Regions from separate parts of the Pan troglodytes genome. Here region 2 is linked to region 1. Evidence: chromatin contacts called from public HiChIP or PLAC-seq data. All regions are on one chromosome and are shown on one strand. The core of a region is the stretch at or near the end of the contact, and the rest is flanking DNA. Distances in the headings are between cores, read along the strand shown.

Evidence for each region. HiChIP or PLAC-seq counts read pairs in DNA pulled down with a chosen protein or histone mark.
Region 2: an H3K4me3 HiChIP or PLAC-seq map of stem cell-derived excitatory neurons shows a contact between it and region 1, with 2.6 times the contacts expected there. The contact joins the promoter of APH1B here to the promoter of LACTB in region 1. A contact is called at or near these places in 1 of 7 Hi-C or Micro-C datasets (stem cell-derived neural progenitor cells) and 1 of 1 datasets of contacts at active chromatin or transcription factors (stem cell-derived excitatory neurons).

What each region holds. Positions count from the first base shown.
Region 1 is chr16:55,111,046-55,113,787 of NHGRI_mPanTro3-v2.0_pri, reverse strand. It overlaps LACTB (lactamase beta), which reads right to left and starts at 1,314. Exons shown (of 6, transcript XM_003314702.5): 1 at 877-1,314; 2 at 403-469. The coding sequence starts at 1,233.
Region 2 is chr16:55,265,706-55,268,447 of NHGRI_mPanTro3-v2.0_pri, reverse strand. It overlaps APH1B (aph-1 homolog B, gamma-secretase subunit), which reads right to left and starts at 1,409. Exons shown (of 6, transcript XM_523094.7): 1 at 224-1,409. The coding sequence starts at 843.

The DNA of each region.
Region 1 (2,742 bases), core at 65-2,564:
ACTATGCCTGATTTATAAACTTTATCATAGATATGTATATATAAGATAAAATATAGTATATACAGGGTTCAATATCATCCACGTTTTCAGGCATCCACTGAGGGTCTTGGAATATATCCGCAGGATAAGGAGGGACTACTGTATATAACTTTCAGACTAATAAATCCAGTCCTAAGAGAAAAGTGGGAGTGGGTAGCCATCCTCATGACTCCAATTTATTAGTCACATTTTAAACCTTACCGTGATTTAAAAACACCTGATTCTTTTATTATGTTAGATGTTTTCTCTACAATATGCATCGTTTTATGTAAATGCAATAGCATTTCATGGGATCCACTCTAACCAGTAAAATATTTTATTTACCAACTGGCACAGAACAAAACAACAATTTTCTGAACCCACCTTCTGACCAGACTTCTTTTCCATCTACAGAAACTCCAACCACTATGCCCGGTGCGCCCACCTCATCCTAAGACCGAAGGGGAAAGAACCGACAGTTATGGGCCTGCTGAAAAAGCCCAGCGCTCTCCTCGGGGACCTTCCAAGGCCCCGCCCCCCGAGCCTGGGCCCCGCCCCCTCCACCTGGGCCCCGCCCACCTCGTCCCAGGCCATGCTCACTCACTAACAGCAAGGGATGTGCCTGTCCGCCCCCTAGGGGGAAGGGGCGGTCCCCGAGACAGGCAGTGACCTCCACCCAGATTTGGGGAACCCCCAAGAGCGTCTGACCACGGCTCGGCGGTGGGGAAATGGGAAGTCTTTCTCGGAAGCCGATCGCGGGCACCCCGCCGCCCAGGGTGGGGTCCACTCAGCCCCCGACAGCACCGCCGACAGGGGTGGATCCCCGGCCCCCTACGCCCCCCGCTCCAGTGGCCGCACCTTGATCCTGTGCAGCAGGTCGCGGCTGCTCTCGATGGCTCTGGCGAAGCACCTGGAGCGGGGCGGCGCCGGGGTCTGCGGAGACCACGGGGCGAGGGACTGCTCCTGTGGCGGCTCGGCCAGAGGCGACGCCTCAGGGTCGGGGGCCGCGGGGGACTGCGCCGGGGCCGCGCCCCTCAGCCCACCTGCCAGCTTCACCCCGAGCGCCAGCCCCAGCCCCAGCCCGAGGCCCCCGACCCAGCCGTGGCCGAGAGGCGGCAGCCCGGCGCGCTGATGGACCCCGCGTCGTCCGCAGCTTGAGGCCAAGCCCCCGGGGGCGGCAGCCCGGGCAGTCACTGCTGACAGGAGCCGGTACATGGCGTCTCTGCACAGCCGGCCGCCACCAAACTCACGCACACCCTGCCCGCCGCGGCGCGGGGCGGAGGGAAGGACAGGGGGCGGGACGGGGGTGGGGACCGCGGTCAGACCCTAGCAGTCGACGCCTGACTACCCGAGCGCCGATCGCATCGAGCCCTTCTTCCTCTCCCTTTTCTTGTCTCTTCCTTGTTTTTCCTTTCTGTCTCTCTTTCCTTTTTTTCCTTTGCTTACCCTCAGATCAAGCGTCACCTCCCAGAAGCCTTCCTAGTTCCCGTCCCATGGGAGTTCTCGCCCTTACCATCTTGCCCCTCGGTGTGCACACTTCTTTAACAACAGTTAACACTTTGTATCATTTAACTACTTGTCAGATTCCTTACCAGACTGGGACTTCTTTGGGGAGCCTAGACTTAGTTTTGGATCCTCAACTTCTGGAACAGCGCAGGGCACACAGTAGACGCTCAGCAGGCATCTCCTTTCCCTTTAGAGATGCCTTTCTCCTTTCCTTTCCCTTTCTCCTTTCCTCCTTTAGAACGCGCTTCTTTTCACTCTCTTGCCATCTCCCTTATGTCTCATTTCAATTCACCCATTTCCCTAAAGATGTTTTAAAATCTATTGCTTCTGGAATTCTAGCTCCATACCGTACCAAAGACATGAAGTTACATCCAGACCTTATATTACCTTTCTTTTGCTATAAAAGATAAAGTGTTTTTTAAAAATTTCGTGCTTGAAAAATTTTAATCCAAAAGTAACTATTATAATTTACAATTACCTATGATTTCTCAGCATCTGTAAATGATCAGACATTCTTGTGAAATAAGAAACCTAATCTCAAATTGCTACAAAATGTAAAATGTGTATAAAATCCTAGTTTAACATGTAATGAAATTGATATGTTAATTTGAAGTTACTTAAACATTTATCAGTTTTGTAATTTTTATATTTTGGGATACACACACACACACACACACACACACACGATCTTTGAAAGCTTGTAGGCTTTAGACCTTCAGCACTGGGGCAATATGCCCCATATACAAAATGGCCCTGTCTTTTCTTGCAGGTGGAATAAAGAAGAGAGCTCACAGACTTGAACTGACAAGCCATCAGGAGAAACATATTGAGGTAATAAACTTACTGAGTAAACATATACATACCTCAAAATAAATATATTGAGGTAATAATTATTTAATAGGAGGAAAAGGCAATAATGGTATCAACACCTAGCAAGAAAATAGTGGGGCTAAATAAGTAAAGCTTCTGGGGCTACTCACAAAACCCAAGACTCCAAGAGACCAGAATATCCTGGGACCCAGAGCGTTTGACACTGAAACTGCAGTTATAGTGGACAGATGTACTCTATTAAGATAGTACTGGAGGTTCCCACGGTGGGGGTCACCACTACTCCAAGAACATGAGAGAAAAAATATAAAGAGAAAAATGTAAAAGACGCAGTCAGTGGTGGTTATGAGTGCCCACTTTTATTTAAACTGTACATAATTTTTCTTTAAA
Region 2 (2,742 bases), core at 160-2,659, 150 kb before region 1:
ACCCATGAGCCCCAGGCAAAAGGCCCTGACCCCCAGTGTGCGCTTCTTCCTAAGAGGGCGAGGCGCCTTTGGGGAGCCGGATCTCCGCTCTCCCCCTCTCAACCCTCCTCCCGTCTGAAACGCAACAAGGTCGAGCCGCGCGGTGGGGGCGCCGAGGGTCGCGGGTAACCCCAGCGGGGGAGGGGAGCCCCGGCGTCCGGGTTTCCCGACGCGACCGCCTCACCCGGCGATGAGGAAGATGATACGCAACGGCTCGGTGGCGATGGTGAAGACATAAAGGGCGAGCGCAGGCCCGAAGGCAATGAAGGCGCAGCCGAAGAACACGGCCGCAGTCATGGCCACCGCGGAAACCGACCCGGGGGCCCGTTGGGGACGCGAGATGCTCCCGGCGCGGGCGGGGTTCGGTGGGTGGGGCTCGGGGTGGGGGGCTAAGCGGGACGCGGGGGGCGGGGCGCGGCTCAGGGGCAGGCACGGGGACGGGGGCGGGGCACGTGGGGGCGGGGGCGGGGCTCGGAGGCGGGGTACGTGGGTCGCGGGGCGAGGCGGGGCGTGGGGGTAAACGCTAGGGCCTGGGGGACTGGGCGGGGCGTGGGCTGAGGGCGCCGGGCGCAGGGGCGGGCTCAAGGCGGTGAGCGCGGACCCCACCGTTGGGCCCGCCGCCCTACCGGGTGTCCGGAAGCGCCAGGGCCACGCCGCAGCTCCTGCTCCCGAAGCGGGCGTCCTCGGCGACGTTAGGGCCCGAGCCAACGCCGCAGCCCCACAGATACACTCCGATCGGGTTCCAGTGCCGGCTGCGAGGTGGTTAAGAGAAGGGGAGCTCCCTAGCCCACCTTCGAGCCGCATGCACCGAGAACAGGCAGAGATTCCAAGTCAATCAAAGAGACTAAAGAAAAATGTAGCGCAGGAACAAGCAGGATTCCTTTTTAAATAGGTTTTTTTTTTTAAGCACATTTTACCGTTTGGATAGTTGCGGGAACTTCGTACTCCATCCTGTATAAAACCTAGGCTGGGATAGCAGTGACCCCGGGGATAACCCACAGATGGTAAAATGATGAAAGAGTGGTGGAAGAAGCTGCCCTTCTCAGGGCTGTTTCAGCCAAATGGTTTTTATTTTTTTCCCAATTCTTCAAAAGGGTTGTTTTTGCAGGCATTCTGTGACCACCCTACAAGCAATAGTAACATCTCCCTGCTCCGTCTTCTCACAGTCGTCCATTTCACTTGCTTATTTTTCTTCCCCGTTAAAACGCGAACTCCTGGGGGACAGGGACTTTGCTTTGCTCTTTGTTGTTTCCTCAGCACCTAGAAGTTCACTAATATCTGTTCAATAAGTGAAATAATTTAAAAAGTAGAAGTTATAAACATCTATATTAACAATTTCTGAAAGGTTTAAAAATTAAAACTTAAGTTCTCTGATCATTCACATCCAAGTTAGATTTTTCTTTATGTTGAATAATACTTCGTCGGTTAGTTTGATCAGTGTGCCTGACACAGGTAAGTGCTATGTAAGTATTAACCACTCCTACATAATGTCCATCATGAATAAAGATTTTGGCAATCCACATTTAAAAAAACACCAGTAGACAAATGTTGGGACCTGACAGATGTTTTGCAGCTCGCCCCTGAAAATGCACCTTCAAATAATACAACTGCAGGTATTTAATTCTTACAGAAAAACATTACCTTTGCCCATTTAAAAGTCATATATATTTCCATTCACTCCCACAGAATACTTCTTCAGATTCCAGTGATTGTATTTTGAATGGTCAGATCCCAGCACAATACCTATCAAAACTCGGGTCGAGACAACAGTTCAGAGTGATAGATCTGCTTTGTAAAGATATGGAAAATGAGCTTCCAGACTGGAGGTCCTCGGTGCAACGCAGGAATGAGATGGCAGTGGCCTGAATCAGGGAATTAGCAGGACTCTGGAGGGAAGCAGACAAATTTAATAGAAGTTTAGGAATTGTACAAACAGAATTTAGTGACTAATGAGCTACATAGAGTGAGATGGGGGAAGAGTCAAGGATGTGGGCTTCTAGAGGGTTCGGGCTTAAGTGGATGCTGTGGAGACAGGAGGAGGAGAGAATATGGCAAAGTAGACACGATAATGAGTACCATTTTGTTATTTTGTTGTTACTGTTTTGGAGACGTAGTCTCACTCTGTCGCCCAGGCTGGAGTGCAGTGGTGTGATCTCAGTTCACTGCAACCTCTGCCTCCCGAGTTCAAGCAATTATCCTGCCTCAGCCTCCAGAGTAGCTGAGACTATAGGCGCGCGCCACCATGCCTGGGTTATTTTCGTATTTTAGTAGAGACAGTGTGAACAATGTTGGCCAGGCCAGTCTTGAACTCCTGGCCTCAAGTGACTTGCCCACCTTGGCCTCCCAAAGTGCTGGGATTACAGGCGTGAGCCACCGTGCCTGGCCTTCATTTTGGATGCCTTGAGACTGAGATACTTGTAGCACTCCAAATGGAGGTGTTCAGTAGGCAACTACATATACAGGATCAGGAGAGAAATGGACTGAACATCAGAGCTGAGACCAGAATACCTGAAGCCGTGAGAGTACATAGAATAGAATTACCTAGATAGCTAGTAAAGCCAGAACAAGGCCTATGTCAGAACACCAACATTAAAGGTATGAGGAGAAGAGGAACCTCATAAGAAACTGAAAAGGAGTGGCCAAGAGGGTAACAAGAAAACTGGGGGAATGTGGTGCTGTGGAAGCCAAGGGGAAAACATTTCA